Regions from separate parts of the Mus musculus genome. Here region 1 is linked to region 2. A link is a contact called in public HiChIP or PLAC-seq data. All regions are on one chromosome and are shown on one strand. Each heading gives the region's core, a stretch centred on a gene start, on an enhancer-like site or on the middle of the called end of the contact. The rest is flanking DNA. Distances are from core to core; before and after follow the strand shown.

The links. HiChIP or PLAC-seq counts read pairs in DNA pulled down with a chosen protein or histone mark.
Region 1: a contact with region 2 is called in an H3K27ac HiChIP or PLAC-seq map of extraembryonic endoderm stem cells. The contact joins two enhancer-like sites. A contact is called at or near these places in 1 of 15 datasets of contacts at CTCF or cohesin (the NIH/3T3 cell line), 7 of 484 Hi-C or Micro-C datasets (the C2C12 cell line, Th1 cells, cerebellum and 4 more) and 3 of 115 datasets of contacts at active chromatin or transcription factors (VIP interneurons, embryonic stem cells and extraembryonic endoderm stem cells).

What each region holds. Positions count from the first base shown.
Region 1 is chr12:85,792,860-85,795,559 of GRCm38.p6, forward strand. All of the region lies in intron 3 of Flvcr2 (feline leukemia virus subgroup C cellular receptor 2), which reads left to right. Among named protein-coding and RNA genes, the nearest start is that of Erg28, 31 kb to the right of the region's middle. Within about 2 kb of position 1,437, at least 17 of the 459 cell types and tissues checked have an H3K27ac peak or open chromatin away from gene starts, as enhancers often do. A contact at or near this core is called in extraembryonic endoderm stem cells, where this site is marked.
Region 2 is chr12:85,495,835-85,498,650 of GRCm38.p6, forward strand. No RefSeq gene overlaps it. Among named protein-coding and RNA genes, the nearest start is that of Fos, 23 kb to the left of the region's middle. Within about 2 kb of position 1,302, at least 123 of the 459 cell types and tissues checked have an H3K27ac peak or open chromatin away from gene starts, as enhancers often do. A contact at or near this core is called in extraembryonic endoderm stem cells, where this site is marked.

The sequences.
Region 1 (2,700 bases), core at 187-2,686, 300 kb after region 2:
ATTGTGGGAGCTCACTCCCAGAGTCCCGGATGAAGTGGGTCGAGGGTGGGGTTGGACACATGCCAGTAGACACATGGCCGCTAACCCACTGATTCCCCAAGCTCAGCTGTAGCATCCTGGGCCAGGGTTCTCACAGAAATGCTGATATCAAAGTGCTCTTTTTCTGCCCCCTTCAGTTGGATAGCATCTGTTTCCTTGGATTCTGCCCATCTTGACATCCCAGCTGGAGATCCGAGCTGAGAACAGCTGTTTCAGTTAAAGCCAAAGCTCACTTAACTTTGGCAGGGTCATCCCAGGCCAGGAGGCAGATGGATGAGCAAGAAGGGTGGGAAGATAGTAGGGTGAGAAGAGAAGAAGCAAGAAGCTGTTTTGTTTTTTCTTTTCCCTGTTTCCTCCCACATTCCAGCTCACCCCACTTTTCAGGACCTTTTCTCCTGACGACACTCTTGACTCAGAGATGGAATTCTAAGTATCTGGGTGTGTGGTTGAAGTTCATTGGGTTTGCTTTCTAGTAAGATGCTGATTAAAAGCCAAGTAAACACTCTTTTTTTTGTTTTTTGTTTTTGTTGTTGTTTTTTGTTTGTTTGTTTGTTTGTTGAGACAGGGTTTCTCTGTGTAGCCCTGGCTGTCCTGGAACTCACTCTGTAGACCAGGCTGGCCTTGAACTCAGAAATCCGCCTGCCTCTGCCTCCCAAGTGTTGGGATTAAAGGCGTGAGCCACCACACCCAGCGTAAACACTCTTTACATATTTATTATTTGTGGGGATACGTGCACATGTTCCCACGTTTGTCACTGTACACTCGTGGAGGTCAAAGGACAACTTGCAGGAGTAGATCTTCTCCTACCATGTGGGTCCTGGGGGGCAGAACTTGGGTCCTCAGACATGGTAGCAGGTACTTTTATCCACTGAGCCATCTCTCTGGTCCTCTGTAGAATGTTTTCTTATGTGACAATCACTAGCCTGGCAGTTGTGTATAAAGTTCAGCATTTGTCGAACCCCCTAGGCCTGTCTTGAGGAAGCCACAGTGAGTCCAACCTTCTGCATCTGTGGAGCGACCTGCTGAGAGAGGCTGGGATAGGAAGAAACAGGCCTGGCTTGGAGATACCTTTGTTTTAAATTGTGAAATCTAGTGATTTACATCAAGGGCTCTGGAGACAACAGGGGTAACTTCAGACCCAGATTTACTCTTTAATGCCTCTGTGCTTGCAAGGGTGGGGATGAAAGTTTTATCTATATTTTGTGGGAATCTGGCCTTCACTTTGTATCTTGTTCCTTTGGGAGCCTGATATAGGGAGCATGTCCATTATATTTCAGCAGTGTTGCTTATGATAAAAAAAAAAAAAGACCTGTGATTAAAAATGAACAGACAGACCTAGTCATATCTGGCTCCAGGCCACTCAGTGTGTCCTTGAGTACAGTGACTCTTTTCACGGGTCCATCTTTTAGGGGGACCTTGGAAAGTATGGCTAGAGAGTTGTGCTCCAGGGAGGTGTCCCACCTCCCACCAGAGAGATTAAATTGTACTCAACTTTCATTGTTCTTAGCTAAAACCTTGACGCCCAAAGAGAAACAGCAACTAGATGCTTCTGTGATCTGAGGCTCTGTGGACTGAGTCTACTGAAGATGAACTCCCAAAACAGCCCGGCTCCCTTCTCCACAAATTGAAGTGTGCTTGTGGTAGTCTTGTGAGCCTCAAAACAAAAATATAAACAACAAACAAACCCAAACAACAACAACAACAACAACAACAACAACAACAACAACAACAACAACAACAACAGATCCCTAGTCCCCTAGTATGCTTTATAAACAGGAAGATCTGCTTATGCTTGTTTCTTATTGGTTGGTTTTGTTTGGATAGGATCTTCTTAGGGCTGGCCTTCCTACTCATGATCCTCTTGCCTCAGTCTGTAAAATGCTAGGATTATGTGAGATACGACTGTCAGTATGTATCAATCACTTCACTTGTTTTTTTGCATCTGCTCTTTAACTGTGCATTTTTCTCATCTATAGAGTGGGGATAATAATACTTCTAGGGAAATGATAAAGTTTATAAGGTCAGGGTCAGTACCTATGTATTTGATGCTGACATCGTCAGCGTTATCTTCATCATCCTCATTATCATCACCGTTATCCCTGAGAGAAGATCAGGAGGCCCTTTCTTCTTTAGGTCAGTTCCTGTCTCAGTATAGTTACTAATTCATTATGTGGCTTTGGGCAAATCACCTTATTATCTACTTTCTTTCCCTGTTTCCTTCCTTTCTTTGGGTATGTGTGTATATATACATATATATGCTTATATATACATATGTGTTCATGTGAGTGTGCGCATTTGTACCTGTATAGAGGCCGGAGTTTAACATTGGGTGTCTTCCTAAGTTACTGTCTTTTTTAAAAGTACTTTTTGTACTTTGAAAATGTAACATATTTATGTAATGAATTTTGATTATACCTATCTGCCCCCTCTCTCCAATTCATCATAGCGCCCCCACCCCCCATTCTCCCTCCCGATTTCCCTTATTCTTTTGAAGCACAGGCTCTGACTGAAACCTGGAGTGCATCAGTTTTGCTGGATGATCCAGCAAGCACCAGGACCCGCTTTGTCTCTGCCCTTCTCCAAAGCTCAGTGCTTACAAACTCCTGGCTCTGTGCATGTTGTCTAGGGATCCTAACTCAGGTCTTCAGGCTTTTGCTGCAG
Region 2 (2,816 bases), core at 52-2,551:
TGGGATTAAAGGCGTATGCCACCACCACCACCGCCTGGCAAAGTTTGTTTGTTTGCTTTTTTAAGATTTATTTATTATTATTTATCTATTATTATATTAGTACACTGTAGCTGTCTTCAGACACACCAGAAGAGGACGTCAGATCTCATTTTGGATCTCCATGTGGTTGCTGGAATTTGAACTCAGGACCTTTGGAAGAGCAGTCAGTGCTCTTAACTGCTGAGCCATCTCTCCAGCCCCAAAGTTTTTTTTTTTTTATCCTTGTGATTTTTAAAATAAATAAAAACAATTGTAAACATTTCCTGAAAAATCCCTCACTCTTTCCACTGGCTATGCTCGTCTGTGACACTTCCAAGATGCTCTCAATGCATTGAGTACAGTCTGCCTTGTTGGCCTGCCCACATTCTGTCAGGTAAGCAACCAAGACCTAAGTGGGCTGGAGGTATTCTATATGTCCCATGCTCCCCACGTGTTCTGTGAAGTGCAGAACACCCAGATCTCCGTGAGATGACGGTAATGTCTCTTTCCTTACACCACACAACTGGTAGGTGGCCGATCAGAGACTTGGACCCGTGGTCTTCGAATGAGGACTGACTGCTGGGTAGCCAGGGAGGCTGGCCTGTCTTGGGGAGGAGGGGGAGACAGGGAGAAGGTTTTGAAGAGAGGGTAACGGCAGAGATGACTCATTGGGGAAAGGCCTTGGGAATTATAAGGTTTGTATGTGTGGATGACATCAGCTTGTCTAGGAGACCAGGAGATACCCCAAGGGGAGGGACTCAAGACCGGAAGCAGAGGGCCAGGGTCAGGGCCAGGGTGTGGGGTTTTGGCTTAAGCCAGTGTTTTTTGGGGGGGGGGAGTCTTCATTTCCTTGAGCTAGGCAATCTTGCCCTAATTCTTCAGTAGATAGTTTATAGCTCTCCTTGATGCATTTGATGCTCAAATGGCTGTCAACTTAGCATTAGTGGGGGAACATGTGTCTATTCAGGTAGTCATTCTAGGGCCAGGTCCCTCAGAGTGCCTGTAATGGGGAGCAGCCAACCATAAGTCTACAAATCCCTTTACAAACTAACCGGGGAGATACTACCAGCAGAGGGCGCTCTTCAGCGAGACAAGGATTGACCCGAACTCTGCTATCTGCCTTGTGCATTGAGAACCGTCCATCCTTCCACTGTGTGGGTTCTGGGCCTCGAACTTGGGTTGTCAGACTTGGTGGCAAGCACCCTCACCTGCTGAGCTGTCCAGCCAGGTCCACTGATTGTTTCTTTATGTTAAAAACCTTCAAGGTTGCCAGGCAGTGGTGGCGCATGCCTTTAATCCCAGCACTTGTTCCAGGCCAGCCTGGTCTACAGAGTGAGTTCCAGGACAGCCAGGGCTACACAGAGAAACCCTGTCTCGAACTCCGTCTCCGTCCCCCCCCCCCCCCGCCCATATCTTCAAGGTTCTTTTAGCCTTTTGAAATATATCATACATTCTTATTTTTGCTATAATTTTCATTTACTTATTTATTATTTATTTATGGTACCGAGGAGAGAACCCAGGATTTTGTACATGTGAAGCAAGTGCTCTATCACTGAGCTACATCCCCATTCCCACAATACCACCGTTCCCTACAGTCTCTGTCCTATGCAACCACACACACCGGAACTTCCTGCTCTTTGCTCTCACGCAGTTCCTGTTGGCCAGAGTTCACCACCCCTTCCTTATTCTTCTCTTGCAGCCTTTGGTATCTCTCATTCCCTTCGCCAACTTCTGAAATGCTTCTTTAGTTTCATTAAACAGCAGGCTGGCCTTTAGTCATGTCTGTGGCATCCTTGAAGCTCACTCAGCTTAATAGTAAGTAGGATTCTGGATTGGAGCTGAGCATAGGGTCAGAGCATTAGTGAATTATTTGATGCCCCACTGGCTTTGTGGCTTCCACTTTGCCCGAGGGGTTACCATGTGTCATCACACTGGCTCTTGGAGATATTATTACCATGCTGGGGAAATCTCCAGGGAGCCAAAAAAATTCCAGGCAGGGAGATAGCTGCCTTCCCTGAATTCAGGGCTTCTGACCTCAGCGCCCCACCCCATCCCCACCACAGCCAATCAGCAAAAGATCTCTCCCAAACTGACAAGCAAAAGAAAACCTTGCAGACAGCTGAGCCCAAACAGACTTGGGTGAGGCTGAGGGGAACATCAGGCGTGGCGTCACCAGTCACCGGCTGTAGGCCAGGCTGTTGCCTGGAGATAGTTTGTTCATTTACCAGTGGACAGCTGAGCCAGTTGGGGGAACCCCAGGAGGAAGGCAGCGCTGGTGCCCAGGGGAGACTGGGTTTCTTTAAGTAATAGAAACCACAGGGAGGGCTTTGCCACTTTCAGAGAGTGCACCTTCTTCACACAGGAGCTGGCAGGAAGCCTAGGGGTTGGAGGTTGAGGGAGACCCTGGCAGGAGAGCCCGTAGCAGCTACAGCACCAAGGAGGGGTGTGGAGAAGCTGGAAGGCCTTCCGAGGAGAGAGGATTCACGGCTGTGTTGGCTTTCTGGGCAAAAGAATCACAGAAGTGTGTGTGTGTGTGTGTGTGTGTGTGTGTGTGTGTGTGTGTGTGTGTGTGTGTGTGTGTGTGTGTGTGTTTGGGGTGTGTATATACAGGTGCATGCATATGGGGTCACAATAATTTTTTAAGACAACTAAAACAACTGTACACACACACCAATAGGGGAGAGAAAGAGTGGACTTTAGAATCTCTGCGGTAGAATGCAGGATACCGGGCTGGAGAGATGGCTCAGTGGGTAAGAGCACCCAACTGCTCTTCCGAAGGTCCAGAGTTCAAATCCCAG